Regions from separate parts of the Sus scrofa genome. Here all the other regions are linked to region 2. A link is a contact called in public Hi-C and promoter capture Hi-C data. All regions are on one chromosome and are shown on one strand. Each heading gives the region's core, a stretch centred on a gene start, on an enhancer-like site or on the middle of the called end of the contact. The rest is flanking DNA. Distances are from core to core; before and after follow the strand shown. Region 1 holds the start of CTNNBIP1 (beta-catenin-interacting protein 1). Region 2 holds the start of APITD1 (apoptosis-inducing, TAF9-like domain 1). Region 3 overlaps CTNNBIP1 (beta-catenin-interacting protein 1). Region 4 holds the start of LZIC (protein LZIC). Region 5 holds the start of UBE4B (ubiquitin conjugation factor E4 B).

The links. Promoter capture Hi-C pulls out the DNA fragments that hold promoters and counts their contacts. A called contact is a pair of places that touch in the nucleus more often than the background predicts.
Region 1: a promoter capture Hi-C map of fetal liver shows a contact between it and region 2, with 2.6 times the contacts expected there. The contact joins the promoter of CTNNBIP1 here to the promoter of APITD1 in region 2. A contact is called at or near these places in 1 of 5 promoter capture datasets (fetal liver) and 1 of 2 datasets of contacts at active chromatin or transcription factors (alveolar macrophages).
Region 3: a contact with region 2 is called in a Hi-C map of subcutaneous adipose tissue, with 2.0 times the contacts expected there. The contact joins the enhancer-like site here to the promoter of APITD1 in region 2. A contact is called at or near these places in 10 of 47 Hi-C or Micro-C datasets (alveolar macrophages, embryonic fibroblasts, fetal heart ventricle and 7 more) and 2 of 2 datasets of contacts at active chromatin or transcription factors (alveolar macrophages and skeletal muscle).
Region 4: a promoter capture Hi-C map of liver shows a contact between it and region 2, with 4 times the contacts expected there. The contact joins the promoter of LZIC here to the promoter of APITD1 in region 2. A contact is called at or near these places in 1 of 5 promoter capture datasets (liver), 1 of 47 Hi-C or Micro-C datasets (embryonic fibroblasts) and 1 of 2 datasets of contacts at active chromatin or transcription factors (alveolar macrophages).
Region 5: a contact with region 2 is called in a promoter capture Hi-C map of fetal liver, with 3 times the contacts expected there. The contact joins the promoter of UBE4B here to the promoter of APITD1 in region 2. A contact is called at or near these places in 2 of 5 promoter capture datasets (fetal liver and liver), 2 of 47 Hi-C or Micro-C datasets (embryonic fibroblasts and skeletal muscle) and 1 of 2 datasets of contacts at active chromatin or transcription factors (alveolar macrophages).

Annotation. Positions count from the first base shown.
Region 1 is chr6:70,239,633-70,244,865 of Sscrofa11.1, reverse strand. CTNNBIP1 (beta-catenin-interacting protein 1) reads left to right here and starts at 3,306. Exons shown (of 4, transcript XR_002344887.1): 1 at 3,306-3,589.
Region 2 is chr6:70,700,068-70,704,762 of Sscrofa11.1, reverse strand. APITD1 (apoptosis-inducing, TAF9-like domain 1) reads right to left here and starts at 3,069. Exons shown (of 5, transcript NM_001204935.1): 1 at 2,985-3,069; 2 at 575-698. The coding sequence starts at 3,038.
Region 3 is chr6:70,218,441-70,223,674 of Sscrofa11.1, reverse strand. All of the region lies in intron 1 of CTNNBIP1 (beta-catenin-interacting protein 1), which reads left to right. Among named protein-coding and RNA genes, the nearest start is that of CTNNBIP1, 21 kb to the left of the region's middle. Within about 2 kb of position 1,499, at least 18 of the 83 cell types and tissues checked have an H3K27ac peak or open chromatin away from gene starts, as enhancers often do. A contact at or near this core is called in retroperitoneal adipose tissue, skeletal muscle and subcutaneous adipose tissue, where this site is marked.
Region 4 is chr6:70,268,802-70,273,741 of Sscrofa11.1, reverse strand. It overlaps LZIC (protein LZIC), which reads left to right and starts at 2,032. Exons shown (of 9, transcript XM_021095309.1): 1 at 2,032-2,140; 2 at 2,454-2,611. It overlaps NMNAT1 (nicotinamide/nicotinic acid mononucleotide adenylyltransferase 1), which reads right to left and starts at 2,446. Exons shown (of 7, transcript XM_021095306.1): 1 at 1,683-2,446; 2 at 767-894.
Region 5 is chr6:70,343,658-70,348,660 of Sscrofa11.1, reverse strand. It overlaps UBE4B (ubiquitin conjugation factor E4 B), which reads right to left and starts at 2,872. Exons shown (of 27, transcript XM_021095312.1): 1 at 2,111-2,872. The coding sequence starts at 2,134.

The DNA of each region.
Region 1 (5,233 bases), core at 2,057-4,556, 460 kb after region 2:
TTTATTGAGTGAAGAGTGAGAAGAGGGTTGGTAAGCATTGGAGTTGCTGGTGAAGATGGGGAACTAGGAGTGGCTATCAATGGGAGGGGAAGGCCTGGGCACAGTATTTACACATTTATTTACTTATGCAATGGTATTTGTTGAGCATTTACACATGCCAGCTACGACTGTGCTAGGCAAGAGTGGTACACAGTGACCTCCTTGACCTCTTGGAGTTTAGGCCCATATTGGGATGAGGCCCGGCCAAGCAGAGGCCAATGAAAGTCTCCTTGAGTTTGGGATTAGCAGATACAAACAACTGTATAGAACATAGATAAACAACAAGGTTCTACTGTACAGCACAGGGAGCTGTAGTCAACATCTTGTAATAAACCATAATGGAAAAGAATATGAGGAGTTCCTGTCGTGGCGCAGTGGTTAACGAATCCGACTAGGAACCATGAGGTTGCGGGTTCGGTCCCTGCCCTTGCTCGGTGGGTTAACGATCCGGCGTTGCTGTGAGCTGTGGTGTAGGTCGCAGACACGGCTCGGATCCCGAGTTGCTGTGGCTCTGGCGTAGGCCTGTGGCTACAGCTTTGATTGGACCCCCTAGCCTGGGAACCTCCATATGCCACGGGAGCGGCCCAAGAAATAGCAAAAAGACAAAAAAAAAAAGAAAAGAAAAGAATATGAGCAAGAATGGATATTACATGTCAGCCGAATCACCTTGCTGTGCATCAGAAACTAATAGAAGATGGTAAATCAACTATCCCTCAATAAAAAGAAAAGAAAAACCTCCTTGAAGAAGACCAAATATTCAGTCAGGTGAAGGAGAGAGAAGCGCTTAAGAGCCACTGAGGCAAAGGGAACTGTACACTGAGACGGACCAAAGCACAAAGAAGTACCCCACGATCAAGGACTAGGGAGAAGAAGGGCCAAAGCCCAGTCGGCAAAGGCTCTTCAAGATGGAGCTGGAGGCAGATCATGCAAGGCCTTGTTGCCATGCTAAATATTCCGAACCGCATCAGGAATCTCACTGAACAGCAGAGATGTGAGAAGATCAGGACATTTTTAAGACCCCTTTAGTTGCTGTGTGGGCAAAGGATTGAGGGTTTTAGGGAGAGCCTGAATGAAAACACACTTGCAAGTTAGTTATTGCTGGAGCCAAGGTGAGAGCTGATGATGGGTTAAAATTAGGAGTGGAGAAGTGGAGATGGTAAGATGTCAGGAGAGTCAAGATTTGGTCTGGGAGTGGAAAAAAACATGGACTGGACTGAAGGGATAACAGAGAGAGTGGTGTCAAAGATACCCTTAAGTTTTTGTTTGTTTTTTGGTTTGTTTTGTCTTTTTAGGGCTGTACTGTGGCATATGGAGGTTCCCAGGCTAGGAGTTGAATCAGAGCTACAGCCGCTGGCCTACACCACAGCCACAGCAATGCCAGATCTGAGTCTCATCTGTGACCTACACCACAATTCACAGCAACTCTGGATCCTTTACCCACTGAGCGAGGCCAGGGATCGAACCTGCCTCTTCATGGATACACGTCAGATTCATTTCTGCTGAGCCACAACGGGAACTCCAAAGATACCTTTAAGTTTCTGGTGCAAGTAATTGGGTGGCATGGTGACAGAGAAAAGGCAATGTAGGGACCTATTAAGTGTGAGATGAGGCTGGATTAAAATGTAATTTGGTCAAGGGACTAGAGCTTCTTTATCCAATAACACAGCCACATGTGGCTCTTGAGCAAGTGAAAGATGGCTGGTCTGAATTGAGATGTACAATAAGTGTGAAGTATACATATTTCCAGACTGGATGAAAAGAATGTAATTTTTACACTGCTTACATGGCTAAGATGATAATATTTTGGATGTTTTGGGTTAAAAATATGATTTCGATTAAATAAAAAATGTGAGTGGGAGTTACACTGCTGCTCAGCAGTAAGGAACCTGACTAGCAGCCATGACAAAGCGTGTTTGATGCCAGGCCTCGCTCAGTGGGTTAAGGATCCTGCATTGCCATGAGCTGTCACTATAGGTTGCAGACTTGACTCTGATCATGTGCTGCTAAGGCTGTGGTATAGGTCAGCAGCTGTAGCTCAGATTGGACCCCTAGTCTGGGAACTTCCATATGCCCCGAGTGCGGTCCTTAAAAAAAAAAAATAATAATAACAACATGGACGTTAGAGAATATAAATACAGTAAAAAAAAAAAAAAAAAAAAAAAAAAGTATCTCTTATTCTCATTGCATAGGGGAGGGGAAGGAAAGTCCGAAGAGTGGAAGAGGATGAACAGAAAAAGAGTGAAAAGGCTGGGGAAAATCGGGCAGTAAGGCCTCTAAACTGTGGATATTGTCACCCTATGCAATCCTTAAGTTAAATGTCGAAAGTGAGGCTACACTTAAAGATACGCGTCTCTTTAAAAGGGAAAGTGGGTGTTCAGAACAATTTCCATTTTGCCTAAAAAGGGGCGGCTTCTCATTTACTTTCTCCAGGACCAGATTAGATAAAGTCAGACTTTCTACAGAAACAAACATTTTAATCAAGGACCCCCTTCTCCCCAGAAAAATGCACTCGCTACCATACACACGATATTCTAAGTTTAACGAACCCACAGAGGCCCATCCCTGGGCTCTCTGGGCTCGGTGGATTCCAGGTCAGACAGCACCTCCCCGCGTCCGGTGCCCGCCCCCCCCCCCCCCCCGGTTGGAGAGTGGGCCTGCTTCAAAGGTAGCGTCAATATTCCCAGCTCCACGACGCAGGAAGACCACGCTTCTAAATGTTTTGCAACCTCGTCCATTTCAGATTTTTCGGCGGTCCTGGGTAAACCGGTGTCCCCAAGGATTTCGTCCCGTCTAGCCGCTCCCATTTTTAAACACAGACTCGTGTGTGGGAGAGGCCATTATTTTTACGGGATCACTGTGCTTCTGGAGCAGCTAGGGACAGGCAGAGTTTTACCGCAGCGCCAGCTCCATCCTTAGCTGGGGCTCCGCCCCCAGGCCGCCTCCTCCTCAGAGCCACCGCCCCTCCTGCCCCGCCAACCCTCGACCTGCTCTGGCCCTTTGCTCTGAGAGCCCCTCGGCCACTACCCGCGACCGGGTTCCACCCTCTCATCTCGTGGCTCCACCCCAGAGGCACCGGCCCGCCCCTCCCGAGGAGCCCAATGAGGGTGCCCAAGCGGCCAGCAGCATCCGCCCCTCAGATGGAAGCTCCGCCCTGCTAGCCGATTTAACCAACGAGCGCACAGGGCACGCCCACATCTAGCCACGCCCCTGGGTCCGGCCCCCCGCCGCCCTCCACCTCCCGGGCGTTGCTGTGGCCGCGCCTCCGCCGCCCGCGCGGCCAGATGCCGCCCCTCCGCCGGTCCCTCCCTCGGCCGCCTGGCGCCTCCCTCCCTCCCCGCCGCGGTGACTCACGGAGCGGGAGGCGGAGGCTGAGGCGGCCGCTCCCGCTGCTGCTGCTGCTGCTGCTGCTGCTGCTGCTGTGCTGCTGGTGCTGCTGCTGCTCTGCCGCTGCCGCCGCGGCTGCTCGGGCTGTGAGCGCCCAGGAACAGGCCGCCGCGCGCCGCTCTCGGACCCGCAGCCCCCGCCGGCCCTGCCGGGTCGGGCGGCCCAGGTAAGCTCCGAGGCCCGCTCGCACCCGGAGCACCCGGGCCCGCGCCGCGCCGGGGCTCGGGGGGAGCTGCCGGCCCTTTGTCTCCCGGGGAGGGGCCGCGGAGGGCGCCCCCAACCCTGCTCTGACCCACTGGTCGGGCCCCCGGTACTGCGCCCTGGTCTGGGCCTGGCCTCCTGCCCTGCCTGGACGCCGCTTCCTCCTCCAGATCGCCGTCCCTACCCCCGACCCTGGGGCAGAACGCCATCCAGCCGTCCTCACCCCCGCTCGGGGGTCGCCTCCACAGGTGTCCGAGCCATCCACTCTGTTGCTCACCCCACTGCATCGGCGCGGTTGTCATGTCTAACAGCACTCCGGGTCCCCTACCCTCTTGTCTCTTCCCTCACCTGCGCCCCGCTCGCAGCATCCTGACCCTCCGTATAGAGGCCCCCATATTTCCCCAAACTAAGTGCTGCCAAGGTCTGGCCATTGGGCCGCCCTTCCTCTCTCTGGTCTGGGATTGAACTGCCGTCTCCATCCCACCTCTCCTAGTGGGTGTTCCTGGAAGGTACGCATCTCGGCACATGTCTCACCGGTATGGCCGGCGTGTATATGAGAGCCTGCAAAACTACCCACCCAGAGCCCCAAATTGCACTTCTAGCCTCCTTTTCATCACCCCCACCCCAGCCACCTTCTTCTTCCTTGAACCTGGACACATAGGTCTGGATGCCCCACCTCTGTGGGGCCCCACATGCCTTCCTCTCCCTTGCGTGCTGAACTTGTCTGAGCAGTACCTGCTTTCAGGGTAGCCCCTGGGAAGGCCCAGGAGGCCTGTGTTGGCAGCAAATCAAGAGTTTTGTGAACAGTGAGGTGTGTGGCTTGCAGCACCTCCTGTCCGAGGGTCTAAGTGTGCTCTCACTGTTAATTGTTTTGTCTCCTGTCACTCATCAAACCCAGGGAAGTGTGCCCGGCCGACTGCTGGGTAAATAGAGGCACAGGATGTATGGGTAAAGGACCTGGAGACAGGTCAGCGTTTGCTCCCTAGTGTCTTGGCTCTTCGTTCCCTGCTGTGACTCCTGGGCTCTAGTTCCTGGCTTTAGACTCTTTTTTTTTTTTTTTTTTTTTTTTTTTTTTGTCTTTTTTGCTATTTCTTGGGCCACTGCCACGACATATGGAGGTTCCCAGGCTAGGAGTCCAATCGGAGCTGTAGCCACCGGCCTATGCCAGGGCCACAGCAACGCGGGATCCGAGCTGCATCTGCAACCCACACCACAGCTCACAGCAATGCCGGACCATTAACCCACTGAGCAAGGGCAGGGACCGAACCCACAACCTCTTGGTTCCTAGTCGGATTCGTTAACCACTGCGCCACGACGGGAACTCCTGGCTTTAGACTCGTAAGTGATTACTGATCTCTTGAGCTGTTAAAGTGTCTAGAGATATCTCTTGAGCTGTTAAAGTGTCTAGAGATATCAGGTTCCTCTGATTTAAAGCAGGACCTTGTGGAGTTCCCTGGTGGTCTAGGGGTTAGGACTTGGTGCTTTCACTGCTGTGGCCTGGGCTCCATCCCTGCTCTGGGAACTAAGATGCCACATCAAGCTGCTGTAGCTACGGCAAAAATAAATAAAAATAAATAAATAAAGCAGGACTTTGAATTATAAATAAAGG
Region 2 (4,695 bases), core at 1,820-4,319:
GCACTCTCAACACATCCTTTTAAAGGATGGGAGATGTGAGAGGAAGCCTATCATGCAGCTCCATCACTGGGTGGGGGTCAGCAGCCGTTGCATTCCTGCCGACCCCGTCTTCGCTGGCACCCTCCGCCCTTCCCTACAAGCCTCTAGTAATTGTGGCTACACCTCTCCTTCCTAGAAACCACCCCTTAAATTTCAATTTTGATACGAGTTAGGGCCTGTGAGGACGTTCATCATCTCTGAAGCCAAGCAAATACCCACGCTGCAAGCTGAGCTGTCAAATAAACTGTGGGTGATATAAAAAAGTTTACACAGCAATGAAATAAAAAAATTTACTGTCTAATGTTCCGGGCAGTTTAAAACACTAAAATACAGGTGCTGATGCCCCTGTGTTAGTGAAATAGAAAAAAAAAAATAGTTCTTTCCATAAACTATCTGAATTTTACAGCCCTTAAAAAGAAACATGTCAAGAACGGTGTGCGATGATCACGCTCTGTGGGGAAGACCTGCCAGGGCAGCCCCCCGAATCCCCCCCAACCCCTGGGGGCGTCTACACATCTACAGGAAGGCTGCATACCGCACTGTCGAAAGGTCACCTCCGAAATCGCCGCAATGGTTTGTTTGCTGAATGGCATGTCTTTGTCCGACGCCACTTCCTCGCAAAGACAGCCAACGGTGTAGTGAACTGCTGCCTTCAGCCTCTGAAGCAAAACCAAAACATTTCATGGGTACGTCTGCAAATCGGAGCTTTTCCCATCCTAAAAGACGAAGACCGACGAGAGGGTCCGCTCTCTGATTCCTTCAGCACTTTCCACACTGGCTGCGTAACTTTTCAAGTGTGCTAGTGAATGACTGGGGCCTCTGGGGTGCTTCCTAGTTAATGGTTATGATTTCGGTCGGGTAAAGGAATGACGACGGCAGGTCAGCGGGAGAAAAGGCAGACTGGTCCTGGGGAGGCGTCCGGGTGACTTCACTCAGAAATTCCATGTGGATGTGCAAAGCGCCTACGGGGTGAAGAAGACGTGTGCCGCGTGTCTGGGGCACACGATGGAAAAACAGACGGGGATTCTGGCCCCTCTCCGCCCCCAACTGGGGTTAATCAAGCAAATTCAAAAGGATCCCTCTGGTCCCTGTGCTTCAAGTCCTTGCCAGCCCCAGTCCTGCATGCGGCAAAGGAAGAACGGCCAGGACAACACAGGGAAGGGCTTATGAGGGCACATCTGACTCTCCTTTGATTTGCTGGTTTGCTAGCCCACCTCAGCAGGCCCTCACTGCTCCCCAACAACACTGGAGGTGCTGCAAAACATCCCTCTTTCCCATGAAGAGAAGAAGCAAAAAAAAAAAACAAGCTAAGCCAAGGGCTCGGTCTCCAGTCAACAAACTTGCTGAGCCCTGCGTGTTCCACCTGCGCTGGAGACAGAGCTGACAGGTGAACAGCATCGACTCTACCAGCACATGTTCACGGTGGAGGAAAGATGAGGAGGAACTGTGAACATGGGAGTGTGGAGGAGGGGCCGGGCAGATAAGCCAGGGATCTACCTTCCTGAGTCTCAGAAGTCACAAGAGTAGGTAAGTGGAGAGCTATGGTAGGAGGAGACAAAGAGACCACCACCTGGGAGGGATATAAGACCCTAAAAGGAAAAAAAAAATCACTTTGGGGACAAGTGGGTAAAACTGAATATGGACTGCCACTAGATAACAGGATTTTATCAAAATCAAACTTCCTGAGTGTGATCAGAGATGATTCAGAGTAAACCCTTGTTTAGGGGCAATGAACGCTCAAGTATTACGATTAAAGGTGAAGTGTTAAGAGTATTTAATTCTCACATAACTTCAGAAAAAGGAGACAAGGGGAGTTCTGGTCGTGGCTCAGCGGTTAAGGAATCCGACTAGCATCCATGAGGATGCAGGTTCGATCTCTAGCCTCGCTCAGTGGGTTAAGGATCTGTCGTTGCCACGAGCTGTGGTTGTAGGTCGCAGATGTGGCTCGGATCCCGCGTTGCTGTGGCTGTGGTGTAGGCCGGCGGCTACATCTCCAATTCAACCCCTAGCCTGGGAACCTCCACATGCTGCTGGTGCGGCCCTAAAGAGATTTAAAAAAAAAAAATAATAAAGGGGGACAAGGGAGCAAATGCAGCAAAATCTTGACAACGGGTGAACGGAGGTGAATGGCCTATGGGTGTTGATTGTATTATTCTTGCAACTTTTTCTGAAGGCTTGAACTTCAAAGTAAAAGGAATGGGCGGGTAAACAGCTTCCGAAATTTTCTTTCTGAAATACGAAGGGCACCCCTACGTAACTGAGCTCATTCCCGCATCTCTCAGGTTAATCCTCCCTGAGGTTTGCCACTCTGGCTCTTGGTTTTCACCTCTTTACAGCGCTGTTCTTACGACGGTGCCACATGGTATTTATTCCCGATGAGAATTAAAGGACCGAATACCCGCAACTACCCTGAGAGGTGGTCCTATTATCACTCCGACTTTCCATCTAGGAAAACTGGTCAGAGTCAACACCACCTCCCCCGCAAGGTCGACATTCGAACCCACATCCGATAGGCTCTGGAGCCCGACGGCCTGGGTTTGCAAGAGCCTCTGAGGCCGTCTCTTCAATTGCAAGATGGAGAGCGAACCAGTCACAAGAGCCATCGTTTCAGAGCTCGTGCTGCGTGCCGGGCGCCCCGCACAGCCCTGTCGGAGAAGGGGGACCCAGGGAGCGCGGCTGGCACTTCCCGGGAACCTTCCTCCGCTCGCCCCGCAGCCCCGACGCTCAGAGCCGCGATACCATGGAAACCGCCTCCCAGCAGCCCCCGCGGCTGCCGAGCCAGCGCATGCGCAGCGCCAGGCGCCCACGTCGCGCAGAGTCCACGGGAGCGCGCCCCCCGCTCCCCGGACGCCCGCGCCAAGGTGAGGCCGTGCTAAGGGCCTTTTTCTCCCCCATGTTTCGACGCCATCCTCCCCCAGACCGGCCGGGACCGCGTTCGCCTGTACCTGTCGGTAAGAGAATCGCTGCTGCTCCTCGGCCCCTTCCTCTTCTTCCATCATCACAGCGGGCCGACCCTGGCAGGCGCGCGAGAACAGAAAAAGGCGGCGGCCGTGAAGGCACGGTCCGATTTTCCCGCCGCGGCGCCAGGCGACGGGCCGCGCGGGGGGCCAAAGCGCGAAGCTGCCGGGCGTCTCGCGCGCGCGCCCTGGCGGCGGCTCTGGGAAAGGCGCCTCGCGGCCCGTCTGCTCCCGCCCCCGCCAGCTCCCCGGGGCCCGGACGCCGCTCGGTGCCGAGTTCACGGTCTGCACGAGTTCACGGTCTGCACCGACTCTTAGAAAGAAGGTGTGTGTGTGTACGAGGGGAGGGGCGGGGCGGGGGAATAACGATGCTGCAGTTCGTTATTGGAAATTCCAGGCGGCGGTAACCTCGGTTTGCCCTGCAAAATCTAGGGTGGGCTTTAATAATTCTGTCGCTAAGCTTAGTGCTGCAAAATCGGTCTATGGATAAATGCTTGATTTCTAGCCCCCTCAGCGACTCCGTGGCTCACCCCAGTGCCGTTGACAGAGGAGTATAGTTCTGACCCGAATGTTAGCCGATTTTCCTTTATGTTCAGAATTAAGTAAAATGAAATAGTGAAATTCTGAAACTCAACGTTGGATTTTTTTTTTTTTTTTTTGGTCTTTTGCGGGCCGCACTCACGGCATTCAACGTTGGATCTTTACTGCCTTCAGACTTTATTCAGTTATTTCCCTCCTTTTCAGCTTCACTCTTGGAGCTTCACTCATAACTTGATGACGTGTAAAGGACTTCTCTGCTGAATCAAATAATAGTGTTTAAGTACTGGAAGAGTATTAAGTACTGGAAGAGTATTTCCTGGACTCTTGTGCTGTTGTTGCCAAAACAGCCTCTGTTTCCCATTGCCAAATAGAAACGTGGAGAAAGAGTTTTGGGTGAAGAAGAAAAAGAGAGCTTGGAGTTCCCATCATGGCTCAGTGGTTAAAGAACCTGACTAGTATCCATGGGGACTCGGGTTCGATCCCTGGCCTCACTCATTGGGTTAAGGATCCGGTCTTGCAGTGAGCTGTGGGGTAGGTCACAGATGAGGCTCGGATCCTGTAGGCTGGCAGCTGTAGCTCCAATTTGACCCCTAACCTGGGAACCTCCATATGCCTCTGGTGCAGCCCTAAAAAAAAAAAAAAAAAAAAACAGGACAAGAGAGAGAGCTTTATTTTATTGCTTTGCCTGGCAAAGGAGGCCACAGCAGCCTAATGCCTTCAAGACTGTGCCCTCTTGGAAGGAGTTAAGAGGTGGTTTTATAGTTTGGGGAGTGGAAAATAGGGCCCCAGATAAGGATCAGGGTAGAGGCAAGTTTGCACTGTCTCAAAGCAGGTGTTTAGTGGCCCCCAGGACTGGCCCTGCCAGTCCTCCTTCCCAGAATGAAGATGCTTCATCAAGTAGTTCTTCCATTTGTTGAGGGTTTTAGTTCTGCAGAAAGGCTCAAAGATATTGTTATGAATGTTCCTTAAGAGGGAACCAGGGCCGGAGTTCCCGTTGTGGCTCTGACTAGTATCTGTGAGGACGGTGGTTCCACCCCTGGCCTTGCTCAGTGGATTAAGGATCCAGCGTTGCTGTGAGCTGTGGTGTAGGTCGCAGACTCGGCTGGGATCTGGCATGGCTGTGGCTGTGACCTAGGCTGGTGGCTACAGTTCCAGTTCA
Region 3 (5,234 bases), core at 250-2,749, 480 kb after region 2:
AGCCTTCAGTGGGGGGAGGGATGGAGGGAGAGGAGGCCAAAGGCAGAAGAGCCGGAGAGGGCGGAGGTCCTTGAGCAAGTCAGGCACTGGGAAGGCTGGGCTGGCATGGGCCTGCCGCTGAGAGCAAGGCTGGTCCCCTCCCGCAGGAGGGTGGTGTGAACAAGCCCATGTGGCCCCGAGTGAAGGAGTCTTATGCAGCTCCTGATAAATAAATAGCGCTGTGTCAGTGTTTCCCCTCTTAAATTTTTTAAAAAATTTCCCAATGTAATTAATTAACTTTTTTTTTTTTGTCTTTTTTTTTGCCATTATCTTGGGCTGCTCTCGCGGCATATGGAGGTTCCCAGGCTAGGGGTTGAATCGGAGCTGTAGACACCAGCCTATGCCAGAGCCACAGTAACGCTGGATCCGAGCTGCGTCTGCAACCTACACCACAGCTCACGGCAACGCCAGATCCTTAACCCACTGAGCAAGTCCAGGGATCGAACCCGCAACCTCATGGTTCCTAGTCGGATTCATTAACCACTGCGCCACGATGGGAACTCCTGTAATTAACATTTTAAATGGTGACCCTTTAAAAAAATTTTTTTTAAATCATAGAGTTCCCTGGTGGCTCAGTGGGTTAAGGGTCTGTCATTGTCACTGCTGTGGGTCGGGTTCGATCCCTGGCCTGCGAATTTCCACATGCCGAGGGTGTGGCCAAAAAAAAAAAATTAAATGGGGACATAGCTATGGGCAGTGGGGTTGATGGAGTGTCTGTGGATTAAAATGTCCATTCTGGCGTCTTTCTCTGGAGGTGACCCAAGGTCTGTGAAACCTGGCCAGGCTCCTTCCTTCCCGGGGATTGTCAGGCTTGGAAGTGGTCCTTCCAGCCCAAAGCTGACTTCAGCTGGATCCCTGAGAAGACTGACCAGCAACACAAATTTAATGTTCCCTATGGGCGTGGGGGTGGGGTGGGGGCTATCAGCCCCCTGGGGGCATCTCAGATGTTGGTCTGGGTCACAGGAGAGAAGGTCCTTCTGCCACCAGCTTGTGCAGGTGGGCTTTCAACTCTGCCAGGTGCTCAGGCCAAGGTGAAGGGGGTCAGGCCTGAGAGCTCCTGGCCAGGAGTGGCAGAGGGCTGAGAGCTGAGGGTTCAAGCCCTGACTTCTACTCAGAGGCCAGGACTCGCAGTCCACATTCCCCGCCCGCTGGGAACCTGCCGGAGGCCGAAGGTCAGACTGAATCAGAGGAAGATCCGGAGCCGGATTTTGTAGGCGAGCTGGTTCCTGACTTGAGGTCTCAGGCTCTGGCCTGGCCGGGTCCCAGGGCTCCAGCTGTTCTCTGAGAAGGAAGAAAGAGCCTCTTGAAATTAGGTCAGAAGATGTCCCTCTTTCCTTCTGTCCTTGTCCCGCTGCTGTGCAGGAATAAAACCCCCACCTGCGTGTCCCTGGGTCAGAACGGCAGAGTCTGACGACTTGGCGGGGACGCCAAGTGTCCTGGTGCAGCCGGGAAACTTCCTCCAGCTCAGCTCCCGGTCCTTCCTGTTTGTGTTGTTCTGGCTGAAACACAACAGCTCTGAGCAGGCCTGCCAGGTACTGCTGCTTAGCTGCGAAAGGTGGTTTACCTGATTCAGGACTTGAAGAGAGACAGTGAGATCTGGGTAACTTTTTCTACCATTCAGGCCCAAATCACCAGACAAGCTTTTGTTATTTTTTTAACAGGAAATTTTTTTTCCCCCTTTCAATGAATTTTATTTTATTTTTTTTATTTTTTGTCTTTTTAGGGCCCCACCCATGGCATATGGAAGTTCCCAGGCTAGGGGTCGAATCTGAGCCACAGCTGCTGGCCTCCACCACAGCCACAGCAACTGCGGGTCCTTAACCCCCTAAGCGAGACTCACGTCTTCATGGGTGCTAGTCAGGTTCCTTACTGCTGAGCCACATTGGGAACTCTGAATTTTATCATACTTATAGTTGTACTACCATCATCACAACCTAATTTTAGAATATTTCCATCCGAAACCACCAGTTCCCCCCCGCCCCAAACCAGAAGTTTTAAACAGATGCCTTTTACCAGGCCAGTTGCATCAATATTACATAAACTGTACATGTAGGCAGCTTCTGTTCCTAGATGGCATAGATTCTCTGGGGTTCTGAGGCTGGGGCTCCCAAGTGAGTCAGAAATCTGTTCATTTGCTGCACCTCACGTGCAGCCCCAGACGTAACTGGCAGCAGCCAGGATCCGCAGCACAGAGCCTGCGGTCTCCAGGCTTTTCAAGTGTCCACAAAAATATTGGAGACCTGAAAAAAAAAAGCATCAGCTCCCTCTCCTCTTCAGAGTCTTACAAGAATTCTATTTATTTATTTATTTGCTTTTTAGGGCCACACCTGCAGTATATGGAGGTTCCCAAGCTAGGGGTCAAATCAGAGCTCTAGCTGCCAGCCTACACCACAGCCACAGCAGCGCCAGATCTGAGCCTCGTCTGTGACCTACACCACAGCTCAGGGCAATGCTGGATCCTTAACCCAAGGAGCAAAGCCAGGGCTCGAACCTACATCCTCATGGATGCTAGTCAGATTTCTTAACCACTGAGCCATGACAGGAACTCCGAGAATTCTACTTAATGAGAAGAGTGGGTCCGTTTTGGAGTTCCCATCGTGGCGCAGTGGTTAACGAATCCGACTAGGAACCATGAGGTTGCGGGTTCGGTCCCTGCCCTTGCTCAGTGGGTTAATGATCCAGCGTTGCCGTGAGCTGTGGTGTAGGTTGCAGACGTGGCTCGGATCCCGCGTTGCTGTGGCTCTGGCGTAGGCCGGTGGCTACAGCTCCAATTCGACCCCTAGCCTGGGAACCTCCATATGCCGCGGCAGCGGCCCAAGAAATGGCAAAAAGACAAAAAAAAAAAAAAAAAAAAGAGTGGGTCCATTTTAACATGTCTCTGAGAGTAAGGCTGCCTGGGGCCTATGAAGGCTGGAAAATCCCCGTGCAGCCTGCCTTCAGAGAGTTTCCAGTTTGGAGGTGGGAACAGAGACGCAGACACCAGGTGTCAGGGCAGTGCTGGGAGTGCTGGAGATGTGGGTGCGTGTGCAAAAACAGGCTTCAGACAGCTAACGATTAGAGTTCCCTGGTGGCTCAGCAGGTTAGGGTCCGGCATTGTCACTGCTGGGGTGCCCATTCTGTGCTTCGTAGGTTGTTTAGCAGCATCCGTGGCCCCTGCCCAGCATCTGTCCATCCGTAGACCATTGGAAATCCTCCTTTTTCTAGACATTTGCTGAAGGCCCCCCACGGAGAACCAGCGCCAAAGCAGGGAGTGTAGTGGATGACCGGGGTCTGCCAGCCCAGCGTGCACGTCCAGGCTCCTGGCTGGTTTGTGCCTGTCGGGGAGCCCTCTTCAAGAGTGGCCTGCAGGGAGAGTTCCCGCCGTGGCTCAGCAGTAACAAACCCAACTCGCATCCATAAGGATGCCAGTTCGATTCCCTGGCCTCACTCAGTGGGTTAAGGATCTGGCATTGCCATGAGCTGTGGCGTAGGTCGCAGATCTGGCGTGGTTGTGGCTGTGGTGTAGGCCAGCGGCTATAGCTCCTATTTGACCTCTAGCCTGGGAATTGCCACAGGCCTCAGGTGCGGCCCTAAAAAGGAGAAAAAAAAAAAAAAAAAAAAGTAGCCTGCCCGGTCTGTGAAGGTAAAACCGAAACATGTGTGATGCGAACCCAGCCTAAACCCAGATGGGGACCTGAACCCATGTACCGGGACTGGAACTGAGCCTAAACCCAGATCACGCACCTGGTGTCTGGACTTACGGAGGCTCAGGTTTTGTGTCTCATCGCAGAAGGAATTCAGCGAAAGACTAAGTGATGGGTAATAAATAGATTTATTAGGATAGGACGCTTGAGAGACATGCGGGCAGGCGAGTGGGTGAGGAGGCGCTGCCCCAGGATCAGGTGGGCTGCAGTTTTATCAGCCAGGAAGTGGGGAGGGGGAGAGGCCCCCTTCTTCCTTGTTCTTCGACTCAATGTCACGCTCACATCACTAGCTCCCCCTTTGTATCGGGTAAGAGAGTATTTGACTCTATGAGGTCAAACTAGGTCTGTCCTGTGCTCATTCAAATCAGCAGAAGGGCGGTGACATCTGCTAAATATGTTGACTCATCTCAGCTTTAATCAGGGTCCCCCAGTGTGGAAGGTCCTCTTTCCCTTAAATTCCTGTCCTGGGTCCCAAGGATCCTTGTCTGGCTGAACTTGAATGCAGCCCTCGTTTTATCTTTCTCTTAAAGACCTGAGGCCTGTATCCTGCTTTTTTTGTGTGGTTTCATCATTAAGCAAAGCCTACTCGTTCCATGAAGTTCGGGTGGCTTTGTTGAGCGCTCATTAACTTACAGTGGTCTCCCGAAGTCCCCTAGGGGTCCCTCTCTATCTGTGGTCCCCGACTGGGACTTCTACAACCACCTGTGTAACTATGCTGCTCATCTCTGTCAGGGGGAGTCAGGTCACAGAAAGGAAAGGGGGGGCGTGGCCCTGAAGCCCCCTTCCCCTGTGGATTTCTGATGCCTTTCCCGCTGTCGCCTGGATGACTGGGCAGGGCGGCCACGCTCCGGATATGGGACACCGTTGGGCTGTGTTGAATGACTTAACCTTTCAAGAAGCGTCCTGTCCCGGAAGGGCCTTCCTCAGAGCAGCTCACCCCTGCAGGAGAAATTGGCTGGGCAGGGGGCAGCTCTGAGGTAGGAAGTGTTTGGAGGGTGAGTTCCAGAATCTCTGGTGTGCGGCAGGCCTGAGGCCAGGGAGGGGGGCCCATTGGTGCCTGGGCTTCACATCTGTTCCCTCCAGATGAGGGCTGCCCTGGGGCCTCCAGAACAACTGGAGCCTCTTGTGCTGCACCCCCTACTTCCCTGGGCTTTTTAATGTTGTGCTGACTTTTTTTTTTCTATCCACACCCACATCACATGGAAGTTCCCTGGCCAGGGTCAACCCAGTGCCTCCCCAGTGACCTGAGCTGCTGTAGTCGGATTCTTAACCTACTGCACCACAGCGGGAACTCCCGTGTTTTCTTGACTTTTCATTTTGATCTCACATCAACAGAAAAGTCACCGGAGTGCAGTGACCAGCTCCACGCCCTTTCCCTGGATTCACCCAGGACACTCGCCGTGTTTGCTCCTGCATCTTTGTCTCTGTGCATGCATTCAGACACACGCTCACACACGCACACCCACACACTTACATGTACACCAACATGTACACGCTCACATATAAACACGC
Region 4 (4,940 bases), core at 783-3,282, 430 kb after region 2:
TTATTCAGCAAGTACTTCAAATGGTGAAAGAAGGATATTTTCCAGCTTTGTTGTATGTGGCACTGACCCTATTTGTCATTGAGATTTTGATATTCTACAAAAACATTTCCACACATAGTCACATTATCACTGCATATTTATATACTCCACTGTATATACATTATATACTTTGTATGTAAATCCATTGTGCATATATGTATATATATATATATACACATATGCACACACTGGAATGCTACTTAGCTATAAAAAAGAACAAAATAATGTCATCTGCAGCAACATGGATGGAACTAGAGATTATCATACGAAGTGAAATCAGAAAGAAAAGACACATACCATATACCACTTACACGTGGAATCTAACATACGACACAAATGAACCTATCTACGAATTAGAAACAGACTTAGAGAACAGACTTGCGGTTGCCAACAGGGAGGGGAATGGGAGAGGAACGGACTGGGAGTCTGGGGTTAGCAGATGCAAACTATTATTACACAGAACGGATAAACAGCAAAGTCCTACTGCATAGCACAGGGAACTATACTCAATATCTGAAACAAACCAGAATGGAAAAGAATATAAAAAACAATGCATACATACATTATGTACATATAAAACGGAATGACCTTGCTGTCCAGCAGAAATTAACACATTGTAAATCAACTATACTTCGATAAAAATTATCTAAACTTAAGAGGCTTGCTTGATACACAATATATTTACCACTTGTTAACAATAACAAAAAAATACGTAACAGCCACTTACTTTTACAAAGGAAATTCTATGAATCTGAATAGTTTTGCACAGTAGGCCATTGGAACCATTCCAACTTGTGTGTCAACTTCTCTTCTGTGTTGGACTTAGAACTGCGATTTCACAACCAAATTGTAACTCTGAAAAACAATTTATGGTGATAAATAAGAATTTCTATGATTGGACAGAAATGACAAATAATTCATTCTGGTGGAGTTCTGTGGTGATCTAGGAAGTGTGTCCTGGGTGGCTGAGTTAAAATTAACTTTATTTTTATTTCTGGCCAGGCTCCTGGGCCTGTGGAAGTTCCTGGGCCAGGAATCAACCCCTGCCACAGCAGTGACTATGCCAGATCTTTAACCCACTGAGCCACCAGGGAATTCCTAGAATTAACTTTAAAGACAACACCTGTTTAACAATTTCGCTGTAAACCCTGAGGTTGTCTTGTGGACTAATGACTTCAAGGAGCTGGGCTGGGAACATGTGAAAACAATTTCCACCTAACTTCTGAGTAACTTTTAGAATGTTGCCCAACGGCTCGCAGTCTCCTTTCCAAGACGAATTGGTGTCAAACTGCTTCGTAATCCAGTCTTTCACAGACCTGGAAAAAAGGATTTGCGGGAAAAAGGGGAAGTGCCTCGCCCCCCTCACTTCTGCCCAAGAAGGAGTTTTTCCCCCAGGGTGAATTCACCTGTTCCAAAGGCCAGAGGCAACTTTACCGAGATTTTTGGTTCTACAGAGAAAATTCTAAAGGAAGGGACAAGACTCCCAGCCTCAAACTTGATTGAGACCTTGCTTCGGGGACGGCTGCATTTGACCCTCAAAAACCCCACCATCTTGGACTCCCTTGCACTTGCGATTTTAAAAAGGAGTCCTTGGCTGACTCCCCCAGAGCCCGGTTTGTCAGGGTCTCCGGGTAGGGGCTTACCACGCTACTGGCCCGAGTCCTCCGGGAGACAGTCCGCAACCCGGATACCAGTGACGGTAACACTCGTAGCCGCGCCCTCATTGGCTCCAGGCGGTCGGAAGTGCGTGCGTTTGGCGGAAGTGCTTCACCTGCACGCGTCCGCGGGGCCCGGACCCTCAGGTAGGCGGGGCCCCTGGCTGTGAACTCTCGGACCAGGCGTGGTGGGCGGAGGCGGAGAGGGGACCCCGAGGGGGTGGTTCGGGTTCTGGTCTGGGAAGACCGAAGAGCTTTGGGGGCGCCGGGATCCCGGCGACGCCTGGGAGCAACCAGGCCTAGTCGACCCGGCCGCCGCCAGTCCCAAGTGCGGGAGCTTCAGGTTCCCTGGTGGGAGATGGAATTTGGGGCGGTGGCCGGAGCTGCTGCCTGACCCCGTCCGGAAGGTCGAGGTTCAGAAGCCGCTCACTTCCAGCCAGGAAAACGTGTGCGCTCCACCTTTATCTTTTTCGTGCTTCTGGGTTTGACAGCTTCCCTCAAGGCAGTTTAGGGTGCGGCGTTTTCCTCAGTAACGCACTCGGTCTCACCAGGAAAAGCCTCAAAGACTGCCCGCACAGTCAGAAGGAAAGCGGATTTCACCCTCTCCTCCACACCTGCCCCCTGCTCCTACGATGTCTCCCTAGGAGCCGGAAAGAGAGGGTGCAGTCGCAGGCCGCCCAAGTGGAAGTTTTCCGAACTGCTTTAGGCCACGTTTATATATAGTGAATAAAACTGCTTGTCAATTGTTCCCTTTTCCAGCCAGCTCCACCCTCAGGTGGTTTGAACTTTGAACTTCTTGCCCTGATGAACAGTTTCGCGTTCCTCAAGTTTATAACACTTGAAACTACAAGAACTGGCGGTTTTATGCAGTTTGAGACCAGTCAGCACTAAGCAGAGTTCGGAGTGCTAAGAGAAAGGTGAGCGTGAATGAGTACCTTCCACTCCAGAGTACAGTTTGGGGGAGTAATTTGGCTGTTTGCGTAAAAGGTGCACCACCTTTGTTGAATACTAGGTGGTGCCCGCGAGTTAATCTTTATAGGACGAATCTCAACTAATGTAGCACTAGGTTAAGATTCTTAAAAGGGTTTTGTGGTTTTTTTTTTTTTTTTTTTTTTTTTTAAGGAGTTCCCTAGTCGCTCAGTGAGTTAAGGATCTGGCATTATCACTGCTGTGGCTCAGGTCACTGCTGTGGCAGCGGGTTCCATCCCTGGCCCCTGGAACTTCCTTCTGGTGTGGGTGCGACCAAAAAACCCCCAATACAAAACCAAAGTGTCTCTTTCTTCCCTGAAGTTCGTTTAGACAAGGTTAATCTTAAAATATGTTGTACCTTTATACATATCAAATACCTAGTCTGAACTAAATGCTGATTAGGCTAAGAAAGGAATGAGACTTATTTTCTGCTCTCATTTTACAGTCTGGAGAGGAAAACAGACAAACAATAAGCTATAATGAATCACATATAATTCAAGGCAGACATAGTGCTAAATAGAGAATAAGATGTAGGATGCAGGAGTTCCCACTGTGGCTCAGTGGTTAACGAATCTGACTAGGAACCATTAGGTTTCAGGTTCAATCCCTGGCCTTGCTCGGTGGGCTGGGGATCCAGCATTGCCGTGGGCTGTGGTGTAGGTCACAGGTGCGGTTCAGATCCCACATTGCTGCTCCCGTGGTGTAGGCCAGCAGCTACTGCTCCCGTTAGACCCCTAGCCTGGGAACCTCCATATGCCACAGGTGCAGCCCTGGAAAAAACAAAAAGACAAAAAAAAAAAAAAAAAAGATGTAGGATGCAGTGGAAGAAGCAAGCAATATGCAGCCTTGCTCAGTAGGTTAAGGATCTGGCATTGCCATGAGCTGTGGTGTAGGCTGCAGATGCAGCTTGGATCTGGCATTGCTGAGACTGTGGTATAGGCTGGCAGCTACAGCTCTGATTCAACCCCTAGCCTGGGAACCTCCATATGCGGAGGATGTGGCCTGGAACCTCCATATGCGGAGGATGTGGCCTGGCATTGCTGAGACTGTGGTGTAGGCCGGCAGCTACAGCTCTGATTCAACCCCTAGCCTGGGAACCTCCATATGCGGAGGATGTGGCCCTAAAAAGCAAAAAAAAAAAAAAAAAAAAGGTTCATGGGAGTTCCCATTGTAGTTCAGTGGTAATGAATGTGATGAAGGATCCATGAGGATGAAGGTTCTATCCCTGGCCTCACTCAGTGGGTTAAGCATCCGGCGTTCCCCTGAGCTTCAGTGTATGTTTCCATGATGTAGCTCGGATCTAGTGTGGCTGTGGCTGTGATTTAGGCCCAGAGCTGCAGTTCCAGTTTGACCCCAGCTTGGAAACTTCCAAATGCATGGTTGTGGCCCTAAAAAAGCCAAAAAAAAAAAAAAAAAGGTTGTTCATGACCACAAGTCAGTAGGTAAATGGATGTAAAGGCCAACAAGAGGAGTTCCCATTGTGGTGCAGCGGAAATGAATCCAACCGGTATCCATGAGGATGTGGGTTTGATCCCTGGCATTGCTCAGTGGGTTGGGGATCTAGCATTGTGCTGTAGGTCACAGCTGTAGCTCCAATTTGACCCCTAGCCTGGAAACTTCCATATGCCTCAAGTATGGCCCTAAAAAGCAAAAAGGAAGGGTCAACAAGGTAATACTAAGTATTCTGAGTCCTGGAGTATGTGTACTTATTAATGAAAAAGAGGAGTTCCCGTTGTGGCTCAGCAGTAACAAATCGGACTAGCATCCATGAGGATGCAAGTTCAATCCCTGGCCCAGCTCAGTGGGTTAAGGATCCGGCGTTGCCCTGAGCTGTGGTATAGGTTGCAGACACGGATCAGATCTGTTATTGCTGTGTCTCTGGCTTAGGCCGGCAACTACTGCTCTGATTTGACCCCTAGCCTGGGAATTTCCACATACTTTGGGTACAGCCCAGAAAAGACCAAAGAAAAAAGGGAATAAAAATGCATCTTAAGTCACACCCAACCTATTTCCTTTTAAACCTGTATTTTGATCTCTTGATGTTTTGGGTTTTTTTTTTTTTTTTTTTTTTTTGGCCTGTGCCTGAGACATGTGGAAGTTCCTGAGCCAGGGTAGAAACCCATGCCTCAGCTGCAGCTTGCACCACAGCTGCAGCAATGCTGGATCCTTAACCTGCTGAATCATAAGGGAGCTCCCATCTGTCAAATATGTTTAAGATAGACCAATAGTAAAGACTTCTAATTAATTTATCAAGTTTAAGAAACCTGACAGGCATTC
Region 5 (5,003 bases), core at 1,623-4,122, 360 kb after region 2:
TAAAATCTGAAGCTCTGCCTTATCTAATTTCCTAATTTAGACTGAAAGTCACTGTCTTGACTGTTTTCACCTTGAAAGGTATGTCTGAATTTTTAATAATATAAATGGATTATTGTTCTAACCGCATATGCATATGAACACCACCTACCACATCTGTGCCACATTTCCACCAAAAGTGGAACCACCTACCACATCTGTGCCACATTTCCACCAAAAGAGGAACAGTACGAAAGCCAAAAAAGTTTTGGAAATATCTGTGGAGAACTACTCATCTTATCCCAGAATTAAGAAAATGGATTTAAAAAAAAAAAAAAAAGCTTAAGGAAAACTTTCCCTAAAAAGATGAGTTGTAGATTCTGCTGAGAGTAAAATCACCAGTTATTGAACTGTCTCTTTGTGTTCAGACTAATTTGTGGAATATAATTTTATATTGATCTTATATTAGTGAAATCAATTCTTCACATTTATTTTACTATTCTGTTGACCTTGAAAAATGTCTGTCTCTGCCACAATGATTACATATGTTCCATATATGGTCCAAAAAAGAGTCAAGACCTTCCTCATGGACTGGGTAAAGGAAACAGGCAGTTCAGATTACACGCATCTTTAACTGGTCTGTATGCTTTAATGGTTTGAAAATAATTTCTTGGTGAAAACTCGTGTGAAAAAATTTCTAAACCAGAAACAATTTAGAGAACATAAACAAAAAAAAGTTATCTCTGCACATAATGGACTACTAAAAAACTCTTTGACTGAAGAGAAAAGAACTGTTAGGATTAATATTAAAGGAAAAATGGAGGTGTAGTTTTTAAAAGTACTACATAAAAGAACTTTTTAAAAGCACCACATAAAACAAAGTGCCTCTAAGGGGAATCTCCTGATAGGTCCTCACTGAAAGAAACCGTACGATATTTCCTAGTTTAAGATTACATTATTGATGTATTTAGAAAACAAAGTCAGTAACACCAAACGGGCGATCCTGACTTTCCAAACACAACCAGGTATCAAAACCAAAAAAATGATTTGCTACCCTTCCTATGTGACCCCTAACCCACCACTTGCCTGACTCATCCCTGGAGAATTTGTTCCCAGGTAAACACATCAATTACTCTGTAGCTAAAACTGAAGCATGGAAGTTTTATAGCACAACCAACCTAATGGATGACTACCTTCATGATACTGTAGGGAAATTGTACATGAACCAGAGGAAGAAATGGTAGGCTGAAGAGAGTAAGGCCAGCAGGGTCCTGAAAGGCAAGATCCCAATGTGTAAAAATGAAGGGAAAAGTCAACAGAGGCACAGGAAATTCCTTGTAGCCTAAATGCCACTGTTTTTAATGATTATTATTAAATTATCTTGAACACATCAAGAAGGGGATGCGAAGACTCCTTTCTGAAATAATAATGAGGGGGTCCACAAAGTCATGTGCTTCCTGTTTGGTGTCTGCAACAGCATAACACAAGTTTGAAAGGGACAAAAACTAGAAGAAAGCAGAATGAAAGAGAAGTAAGCCAGAAGTCAGCGGTCTGTTAAAATGCTAGAATTTAACTGTAATTGACTAAGCTATTGAGAAGAAATGTATTGCGTTCAACATCAAAGAAATCTGTAGGTCACCCCCAAACACAAATGTAATGTTTAATTAACTTCTACGATGAAATGGCCATAAAAACTCGGGATTTCAAATCTTTCAAAAACATACACCCATGCATTGATTCCATCCAAAATTATTCTTTAAATCTCTGCAGTACGGCGCGCGCGCGCGAGGGCCAGCGCCAGCGCGAGCGCGCACAGACACACGCACAACTTGATGTAAATCTAGCCTTTCCTGCTTAAACACCCTGAGAGAGGAATGAAAGGCTCAATATGCTCTCCCCTTCTTTAGACCCTAAAAGACTCGAAAACAAGCAAAAGGAGTTCAGGATGAAAAAAGAAGGCAAAGGAATACAAGCGAATACAACCAGAGATCCTCTCAGGGACTCATTTTATTCTTGGAAAATGTCATCTCCATTCCTGCCCAAAGGCCAGGCACCACTGGCGCAATCTCCTCCCTATCCGAAACGCCAGAGAGTTGGCCAACTCATCTCCCAATGTGTCCCCCAACCTCCTCACCTCATCAGCGCTCAGCTCCTCCATCGCTTTCCTCTTAATGGTGAAAGGCGTTACGGAGAGATCCTTCTGTTCTTTGAGACCAGGGCGGGAGGAGAGTGGAAGGTGTCTTTCGGGCTGTCTGGTCCCCCGAATGGGGGAGGTTTCAGAATTGCATAGTCAGAGGTTAAAAAATAAGAACACGAGAGGCACTGAAATGCCTTGGCGTCAGTCACTCCAATCGCCCCAGAGACTCCTACAGCTGCTTATCCCCGAGCAGCCTCCTCTGACTGCCACTGCTGCTGCTACAGGGTTATCTTAAGGCGCCACTTATTACCCTCTGCTTCCCAGGTTACCCAGACTAGCGAGCTCGGTCTCCAGCTCGCCTCGCGCTCGAAGCCTGCTGTGTCTTCGGGGTGGTGGCGCGGCAGCGGATCTTCCCACCGCAGATCTTGCTCTCCTACCCACCCTTTGCCCCTGGCGGGAACAGTTCAACTGCAGAGTGGGTGCCCCGAGGTAAGGCGACCCCAGAGCCGCCCAGGCAGAGCCCAGCACTGACGAGGGAAGCTCCTCCCCTCCCAAAGCAGGCCGGCCACGCCCCGCCTCCACGCCAGAGCCCGGGCAGGGGGGAGGGGTGGACTGGACTCGCGATGCTCGGGCTGGAAGAGTAAAACCTCCTACCCCTCCACCCCTACTCTTACCCCCTCGCCCCACCAAGTATTATTCATCAAAACAACAGGGCGGCCATCTTTGAAAGGGATCACGTGATCCCGCCAGGGAGGCGGGGCTTCTGGCCCCAAGACGAGGCAGCCAATGGGCCGCGGGCGGCGCGCCGCCGATTTCCTCTCGCCTGCATCTCCTCCCGCCCCCGCCCCACCCTCTTCCCCGCCGCCGCGCGGGGCGGGGGAGGGGCGAGCGGGGCCGCGGGCTGGGGGCGGGCGGAGCGCGGGGGGCGGGGCGGCGCGCTGCCATGGCGACGGCGCGGGCGGCGGGCGAGGCCGGCAGGGCCCCGGTAGGTCCCCTGGAGGACCGCGCGGGCTGGCGGCCGCGGGGAGCGAGCACACGCACCCACGCCGGGAGGGGTGGCCAGGAGGGGACGCCCGCCCGCGACTAGGTCCTACAGCGCCTCCGTTGTTCCCAGACGCTCCTTTCTAGCGACTCAAAAAGGCCACTTCCCTCCACGATGCAGGCGAAATGAAATAAAACAGAAAACGCCTCCTTTCTCGGAGGAGCGTACTCTGCCAGACCGCTCACATTCTGAAAAACCTTTCTACGTACACTCTTCTACCTCCACAAACAAAGCCCATTTAGAAGAAAACTCTGACCCAAGTAGAACTTTCTTTCATAATTGTCCTTTTGTTTCTTTATATTTTATTTTTTCGACCGCCCCGCTGGCATGTGGAGTTCCTGGGCCAGGGTCAGAGCTCACCCATGGTTGAGGTGCAGGTTAGGGATCGAACCTGCGTCCCAGTGCTCTCCAGACACCGCAGATCCTGTTGTGCCACAGGGGCAACTTATTATTGTCCTATCAGAGATAGTTTCTGATTTTTTTTTTCAAGTGCGTCCCAAAATGCTGGCAAAATTTGGGAGTTCCCCGTCATGGCCTAGTGGAACCGAATCTGACTAGTATCCATGAGGACACAAGTTCGATCCCCGGTCTCACTCAGTGAATTAAGGATCCGAGCGCGATGCCCTGAGCTGTGGCGTAGGTTAGAGACATACCTCGGATCCTGCCTTGCTCTGGCTGTGGTGTAGGCCGAAGGCTACAGCTCCGGTCTGACCCCTGGCCTGGGACCCTCCATATGCCACGGATGGGGCCTTAAAGAAAAAAAAAAAAAAGATAAAAAAAATTCGACATCACCAAGAATTATTCTATTAGCAACCTTCGAATGTACAATACAGTATTGTTAACTGTGGTCCCTGTGCTGTAGATTACATCCCCAGGACTGACAAATGGAAGCTTGTACCTTTTGCCCACCCACTACCCCTCTCTGGCAGCCACCAATCTGTTCTCTGAAGAATGCAATCACGTTTAAAACATACAGATCTAAATAGAGCGATCAACATAACAATATCATGAAATTCCAGATTTTGCCACATATGAAGAAGAACATACTGAATGGGCTCATTGACTTACCCATAATCGTAAAGATTGCATTCCAGAATTAAAAGTCACAATTTTTTTCTCCTTACTTCAAATAGTAACATGACAGCTAGATATGTAAGGGATTTGTAAGTAAAATTAAAGCACTGCTGGCTTTCCGCTCTCCAGGAAGGGAATTCTGTGTAAGCCAGACTTTTTTTTTTTTTTTTTTTGTCGTTTTGCCTTTTCTAGGGCTGCTCCTGCAACATTTAGAGGTTCCCAGGCTAGGGGTCAAATCGGAGCTGTAGATTGATGGCCTATGCCAGAGCCATAGCAATGCCAGATCTGAGCCGTGTCAGCTCACGGCAATGCCAGATCCTTAACCCACTGAGCGAGGCCAGGGATCGAACCCACAACCTCATGGTTCCTAGTTGGATTCGTTAACCACTGAGCCACAAAGGGAACTCCTGTGTGAGCCAGACTTTAGACTCCTGGTAACACTGATGTTAATACATTTACTTCTTTTTAAAAATGTGATCATTGCTGTATTATTCACGTAACATACAATTTACACGTTTAAAGTGTACAATGGTCTTAAGATATTCACAGTTATTCAACCATCACCACTAAATTCAAGAACATTTCTTACCCCACAAAGAAAGCCTAAGCCTATTAACAGTCACTCCCCTTCCTCCCCTCCTCTCCCTGGGGGCAACCCCTGATCTTCTTCCTGTTTCTATGGATTTACCTACTCTGGACATGTCACGTCACTGGAATCCTCCCCTATGTGATTTTTTTTTTTTTTTTTTTTTTTGTCTCTAGCTGCTTTGACTC